Linked DNA regions of Mus musculus: region 1 is linked to region 2. A link is a contact called in public Hi-C data. All regions are on one chromosome and are shown on one strand. Each heading gives the region's core, a stretch centred on a gene start, on an enhancer-like site or on the middle of the called end of the contact. The rest is flanking DNA. Distances are from core to core; before and after follow the strand shown.

Region 1 (3,043 bases), core at 65-2,564, 590 kb after region 2:
GACAGTGCTACTTCAAAGAAACTGTTAAGTTTATCTGATATAAACTGGGGCATGGCCATATGTTACATCAGAAACAAAAACAAAAAAACAAACAAAAACAAAAACAACAACAACAACAAAATTTGCCCGAATATCCAATGAGGAAAACTGAGCTAAAAAAGTGTGTCAAAAAGCCAAAGAGCAACTCTTCACAATTGATGGGTTTGGGCAGAGGTGTGGGGAGGGAAGGGCTCAGCTCTATTTAAGGGACATGCTACTAAGAATCTGACGATGTTCCAGCAAGTATACAGATATCACAAAAATGGACTCTCCCCTCCCCGTTTTAAAATTATTTTTTACTTCTTTTAGGGGCAAGCGGGAAGACATGGAACTGTGAAGGGATTAAGATCAGAGTGCATGACATGAAACTCCCAGAGCAGTAAAAATGTTAATATACAAAAAAATACACACATACCCATGTACACACACAGGCAGAGCTCGCGTGCATGCGCATGCACACACACACATACACACACACACACAGCGAATGAGCACCTGGCAGTCGGGTTTCTGACTAGGCGACTGTTAGAGGGCACATGGGCGGCTAGCTTCCTGGGGCGCATGTTTTTTCCCTGTCTGTCTTCTGCAATGGGCATTTTTTCCCCTGACATGTTTTGGAGCCAAGTGCTTGGAGCTTATTTCTTGTCACACAGTCACTCACCTCCCACATCTGAGTTACAAACATCTGCAGGCAGCTCTGGGCTTGTTTCAAAGGCAGGGAAGATCCTGGTCAGCAAGTCAAGTTTGCATCCTTGGCTGGGAATATGGATCCCTTAGTTGACCTGTCACCTCCCCTTACACCAGGTAGGTTAGAATAATGGGACGGCCTGTGAGGGTGAGTAGTAAAAACATGAAGACACTTTAAAAACTGGATGGGTGCATGCACTTAGAAAACTGAGGCAGGAGGATTGCTGTGTGTTTAAGGCTATCCTGGGCAACATAGTGCGTTTCTGACCAGCATCAACTATATAATGAAACCCTATCTCAAACAAAATAAAATTCTTAAAAAAAAAAAAACCCACTATAAAAGAAACACAGGTAAAATTGCTACTTTGAAAAATTAAATTATTAGAAAACATGAAGAAATGAAACAAAACAAAGCATTTATCTAAATGTTCCTAAGCCTCACTCATCAAACGCCCATGATGCTTGGTAACTAACGCATCACAGAAGGCTGGCTGCCTCTTTGAGAAGCTGCTGGAGGTCTCTGACAAGAGCTACCATTTCTTGGCCAGCAGTGCACTTTCAGCTTATGTAATCACATCTCATCTTAGCTGTGAATCAATAGCAGGAGGGACCATTTTCCCTGAGGAAATCCAAGATGCAAACTGGGGCAGGTCGAAGTGGGAGGTCTGCCTGTCAAGTGCTTCCTCCCAGCCTCTCAGCCATGCAAATGGTGTGTATGTGAACAATTCCAGTCCCTTCTGCAGAAGGTCAGCACCTTCAGTTCCAGGAAGGAAGTGGGGACTCAGGCAGCTGAATGATGGGACACAGGAGGAAGTCCAAGGTAAGGGCTGAGAAGAGAAGCCTTGCCCATCTAAGAACAATTGGAAGAGGCGGGGAGTGCCCAGCCACGCCCACATGTGCCTGCAAGCGCCCAGGCTTCCCTGGCAGCGCTCCACCAAAGGGTCATGCACAGGCACTAGCTGGCAAGGCCCGCCAGACCGAACGCTCCCCGAGCCTGTCTGTAAGGTCTGGCAACAAGAGCGTCTGCAGACAAGAAAATCCACAGCGTGGCATTCCTCCAGGGAAAATGTTGTGCTGGGCTGGAGCCAGGCCTGCAACACCTGTGAACAAGTAGATTCCAGAGTGAGGAGTCACGGGCTGGCCCCTCTGAGGCCAGGCTCAGCCGCCGTTTAAGTGACATCCATTCATCTCTCACCTGCCTTTGGGAAAGGCAAGAAGATCACTGACTCTCAGTCAAAAGCACGATGTGACCGACCTGGCTCCTAAGAGGACACAGCTCTTATATGTTATCCAGACACCTTGAAACAACCACAAGGACATACCACAACACCACCACTAGGTGGCTATCATTTAAAAATAAAAAATCAATTTGGTGAGGATGTGGAGAAATTGCAAAACCCATGCAATGGGGAGGAGCACACTGAGGAGCACGGGGAATGGCTCAGACACTATCAGAAACAGCCTGGATGCCACCAAACCACCAGCAAAAAATTCAAAACATCAGGGAGAGAATCATGTGAAAGTTATAAGGATGAAATTACTCAAGAACCCTAAGAGTGACTCTAAGACACAGGCATACTTCATTGGTATATGGGGGGTCTCAGTCACTGGTACCATACTTGCTTAGCCACAGGAAGCTCTAGGTGTCCATTCCAGCACCAATTTAAAAAGGAAGAAAAAAATCATTGAGGGTAGGGGGCTGGAGAGATGGCTCAGGGGTTAAGAGCACTGGCTGCTCTTCCAGAGGACCCAGGTTCAACTACCAATACCCACATGGCAGCTTACAACTGTAACTCCAGTCCCAGGGATCTAATAACTCTCCTGGCCTCCATGAGCACCGAGCATGCTTGTGGACACATACATACATGCAGACAAAACACCCATACACACAGCTCGCATTATCACTGAAGGCAAGAACCGGAGGCTCAACAGATCACAGACCCTAAGGGAACATCCACTCCTATTATTTCTAAATGAACATAGTAATTAAACAGGCCCAGATGGCATGTTGCTATACCCACACAGACCAGTGATCACTAAGCCACCATCAGAAAAGCTGCTTCTTGTATTAGGTAGTAATTAACACGGAGCCTCACAGTTGGTCAACTGTGGGGAAGAAGAGACTTTGAAGTGCTCTAATTGGAATATCTGCATCATACCCCTCCTCTCAAGGACCTATGTAGAAGGTGGGTCAGAAAGATTTTAAGAGGCAGAAGCGGATGACTTCAAAGGAAACGGCAGTTTCTAGACACAACAGGAGAGATGCGCACGTGAAGCCACAGAGACCGTGACAACATGCACAAGATCTGCACAAGCT
Region 2 (3,110 bases), core at 371-2,870:
TTGTCTGGGGAGGACTGGCGTCAGGGTCCTGGAGCTCACACTTGAACCTGGAAGTAGAAATCACAGTTGTGGAAGGGAACCATAGATGTCTGGAAAAACATGGCCTTGTGGTCCAACCTAGGAGTTTTGCCTTTCTCTATATCCTGGAGTTTAGTGGGCATTGTGCCCTTGGCAGTGAGCCTGGACTTGAAAGGTTGGGAAGCACGGAACGTTCCAAGAGCTGTGGGGTTGTACCTTGTGTCTTAGATCCCTCCAAGCCATCAGGTAGGTTTGGGAGCCCTCTCCCCCCACTGGGCCCTTGAGAATAAGGGCTTTCAGGACATGGGAGGGCTGGCACCTCCTGTGGTCTGGGGCTTCAGTTTCTGAAGAAGAGATGTGGTTGATAGGGTGGGCTGGCAGGAGAGAGGTTTCTGACCTTCAAGGAATTCCTTCTGTGATTTTTACAGTTGGTTTCCTTCTGAAGGTAATCTGCCATGCAGCACTTAACATCTGGTACTTTACTGAGTGGGACTTAACATCTGGTACTTTACTGAGTGGGACTTAACATCTGGTACTTTACTGAGTGGGACTTAACATCTGGTACTTTACTGAGTGGGACTTAACATCTGGTACTTTACTGAGTGGGACTTGCCGTCAGGCTCTTTACACCCAGAACTCAGGGTGGCCGATCCCTCTATTTTTTTTTTAAAGACAACTATCTTTTTTGACCCCTAATTCCTTTTCGGATAAAACTTATCTCTTGGTGAATGTTGCCAAAGAATCTTAGAAGTCTCTTTAGGGAAATAGATTGCACAACTCTAGACTTCGGCAGGACACAGGCTTGGTGGGACAGTTTCATGTGACAGTTGCACAGGGTGCACACTGGTCAATGGCTCGACCAAAGATGCTCGTGGCGCAGAGTGTGGTGGCTTGAACAGTGAGTCTGTGTGAGCGAGTATCAACACGGCCTTCATTCACCCCACTTTACATGAAACAAAGGTGGGGGCAGCGCCTTTTGGTTTTGATTTTACTGGTTCTTGGGGTGTATGTTTCCTTCTTGCCCCTGGTGAGGGATAGTGGAGCTGGCAGTTTAGGCCTGTTTCTGATTAGCAAAATGACCCTTAAATAAGACCAGGGGAAAAAAATGCCCTCCTGAGCCTCTGGGGCCCTGGTTTTTCCCATAGAAGTTTAATGGCCCTAGGTTCTGTGATTTTAGCTGAGAAAATGAAAGACTCAGAATGGGGGGGGGGTGAGGGTGTGTGCTGGTTTTTGTTTAGAGGTAGGTGGAGGGGTTACAGGGAACCCTGGCCCAGGCCTGAAGGACTGGTTTCCCTGAGTGTGGGATGTTGTAAAAGCTGTAGAACATGCTGGTGGGGAACCACTCTAGGGGAACAGTACACTGGTTACTTCTCACCTGCTTTTTTCCAAAAAAAAAAAAAAGAAGGAGTGGTGTTACACATGTATCTTTCAGTGTTCCCAGAGGCTGAGACAGGGGGATTGTTAAGTTCACGCCTTGCCTGGGCTACATAGCAAGATCCCGTCTCAAAAGAGAGAATTAGAGAGAGGGAAAGAAGACCCAAGTCCTTCATTCATGATCAAGCTGGGGGAAGTCTCCAACAATTCTAGATCCATTCTGGAAATGCCAGGCAACCCACAGTGGTCCTGGGTCAGGGATAGAAGGAGAAACACAGAGTCCCGAGTGACTGGAGCTTCCCTTATGGTTTTGTGACCGTGTCTTCAAACTTGGGTGTCTTAACACTGAGTTGTTCAGCCTTCTTCTTGGTCTCGCCCATGAACGGGTTCTTGGTTTACACATTTAGGCATTTGTCTGCTGGTGGTATTTATGCTAACTCTGCATGTTGTTTATGTGTGTGTAGACCAAAGGTTATCCATTAGTGTTCCTCAGGTGTTTGAAATGTTCTACCTCTCTTGTTGTACTACTATCTACTGTCCTGGAATTCATTAGTCTAGACTGGAGTGTCAGTAAGTCTGGGATCCTCCTGCCTCTGCACAGGACCCCCTTTTCCCTCAGAGCTGGGATTACGATCACCACAGTCAACGTCTTTATTTTTAAATGAGCTTTGGGGATTGAACTCAGGTGCCACTCATGCAAAGCAAGCCCTTCACTGACTGAGCCATCTCTCCAGCTCAGCTTTCATCCTTTTTTAATGATACTAGCATACAGCTCTTGTGACCTGACCCTTTGTAGGCCTCCTGTCATGTGACATTAAACACGGTCACATTCTGTGACTGTATCCACCATCCATCTTCCCCATGTAAGACTCCACTCCCCTTAAACAGTAATTTCCTTGGCTCCTCCTGCTCCCAGCAGCACTGAAACAGTCTATAGATTACGCTGAAGAGAAAGACCTGAGTGAGCTGGCTCATGGAACCTTCTGACTGTACTCCACTGGGTGAGCTCCTAACACATTGCATGTTCCACACTGCAGATATGGAACCAAAGGAAACACAGACTTTGGTTTCAAGAGTGGAGAGGGCAACAGGCATGCAGATGAAAGTCCCCATCTGTGTGACAATGGGCTACAGCACAAGTGTGGGCAGGTAAAATGGGGGTGCCTAAGGTAGCCTCAGAAAGACCAACGTGACCTTCAAGGGAGTGGCAGGGGATAAATAGGTGTCTGCCTGATGCGGTGTGGGGCATGGAGCCTGACAACTGCAAGAGACAAAGGCTGTGGGCCATGAGCACCTGGATATAACATGTGTGGATCACGGTGTCTGGGGACAGAGACAGAGAGCAGGTGGCATTGGGGCTTTGGGCCTGGCCCAGGACCTGGCCTGCATGTAATGATGAATACATAGCAGGGCTCAGAGCTGTCCTCGAGGCCACCACTGTCAGCTGCAAGAGACAAGGGGAAGGGTGATACGGTTGCTGGAGGGGGAAGGGGCTATGGCAACCACAGACTGCACTTGGCTCCCTTGGGACTTTTGTCTTCCCATGAGCTATTTTGAGGTCTAAACCTTGAAGGCCTGTGTTCTGAAGTCAGCACTTCGTCACTGTGATAAAATGCCTGAGAATATCAGCTTCATGGTGGAGAGCTGATTTCAGCCTCAGGTCTCGGAAACTGCAGGCGATGGTTTGGCTGGCCCTGTGGGCTCTAGCTTTGGGGACT

The links. A called contact is a pair of places that touch in the nucleus more often than the background predicts.
Region 1: a contact with region 2 is called in a Hi-C map of cranial neural crest, with 2.2 times the contacts expected there. The contact joins two enhancer-like sites. A contact is called at or near these places in 21 of 39 promoter capture datasets (the 3T3-L1 cell line, 3T3-L1-derived adipocytes, the C10 cell line and 14 more), 1 of 15 datasets of contacts at CTCF or cohesin (embryonic stem cells), 48 of 484 Hi-C or Micro-C datasets (B cells, CD4 single positive thymocytes, CD8 T cells and 37 more) and 12 of 115 datasets of contacts at active chromatin or transcription factors (craniofacial prominence, embryonic basal ganglia, embryonic forebrain and 8 more).

Annotation. Positions count from the first base shown.
Region 1 is chr1:179,135,232-179,138,274 of GRCm38.p6, forward strand. The region is part of intron 5 of Smyd3 (SET and MYND domain containing 3); the gene reads right to left. Among named protein-coding and RNA genes, the nearest start is that of Gm31349, 190 kb to the right of the region's middle. Within about 2 kb of position 1,315, at least 53 of the 459 cell types and tissues checked have an H3K27ac peak or open chromatin away from gene starts, as enhancers often do.
Region 2 is chr1:178,549,596-178,552,705 of GRCm38.p6, forward strand. The region is part of intron 2 of Kif26b (kinesin family member 26B); the gene reads left to right. Among named protein-coding and RNA genes, the nearest start is that of Kif26b, 22 kb to the left of the region's middle. Within about 2 kb of position 1,621, at least 15 of the 459 cell types and tissues checked have an H3K27ac peak or open chromatin away from gene starts, as enhancers often do.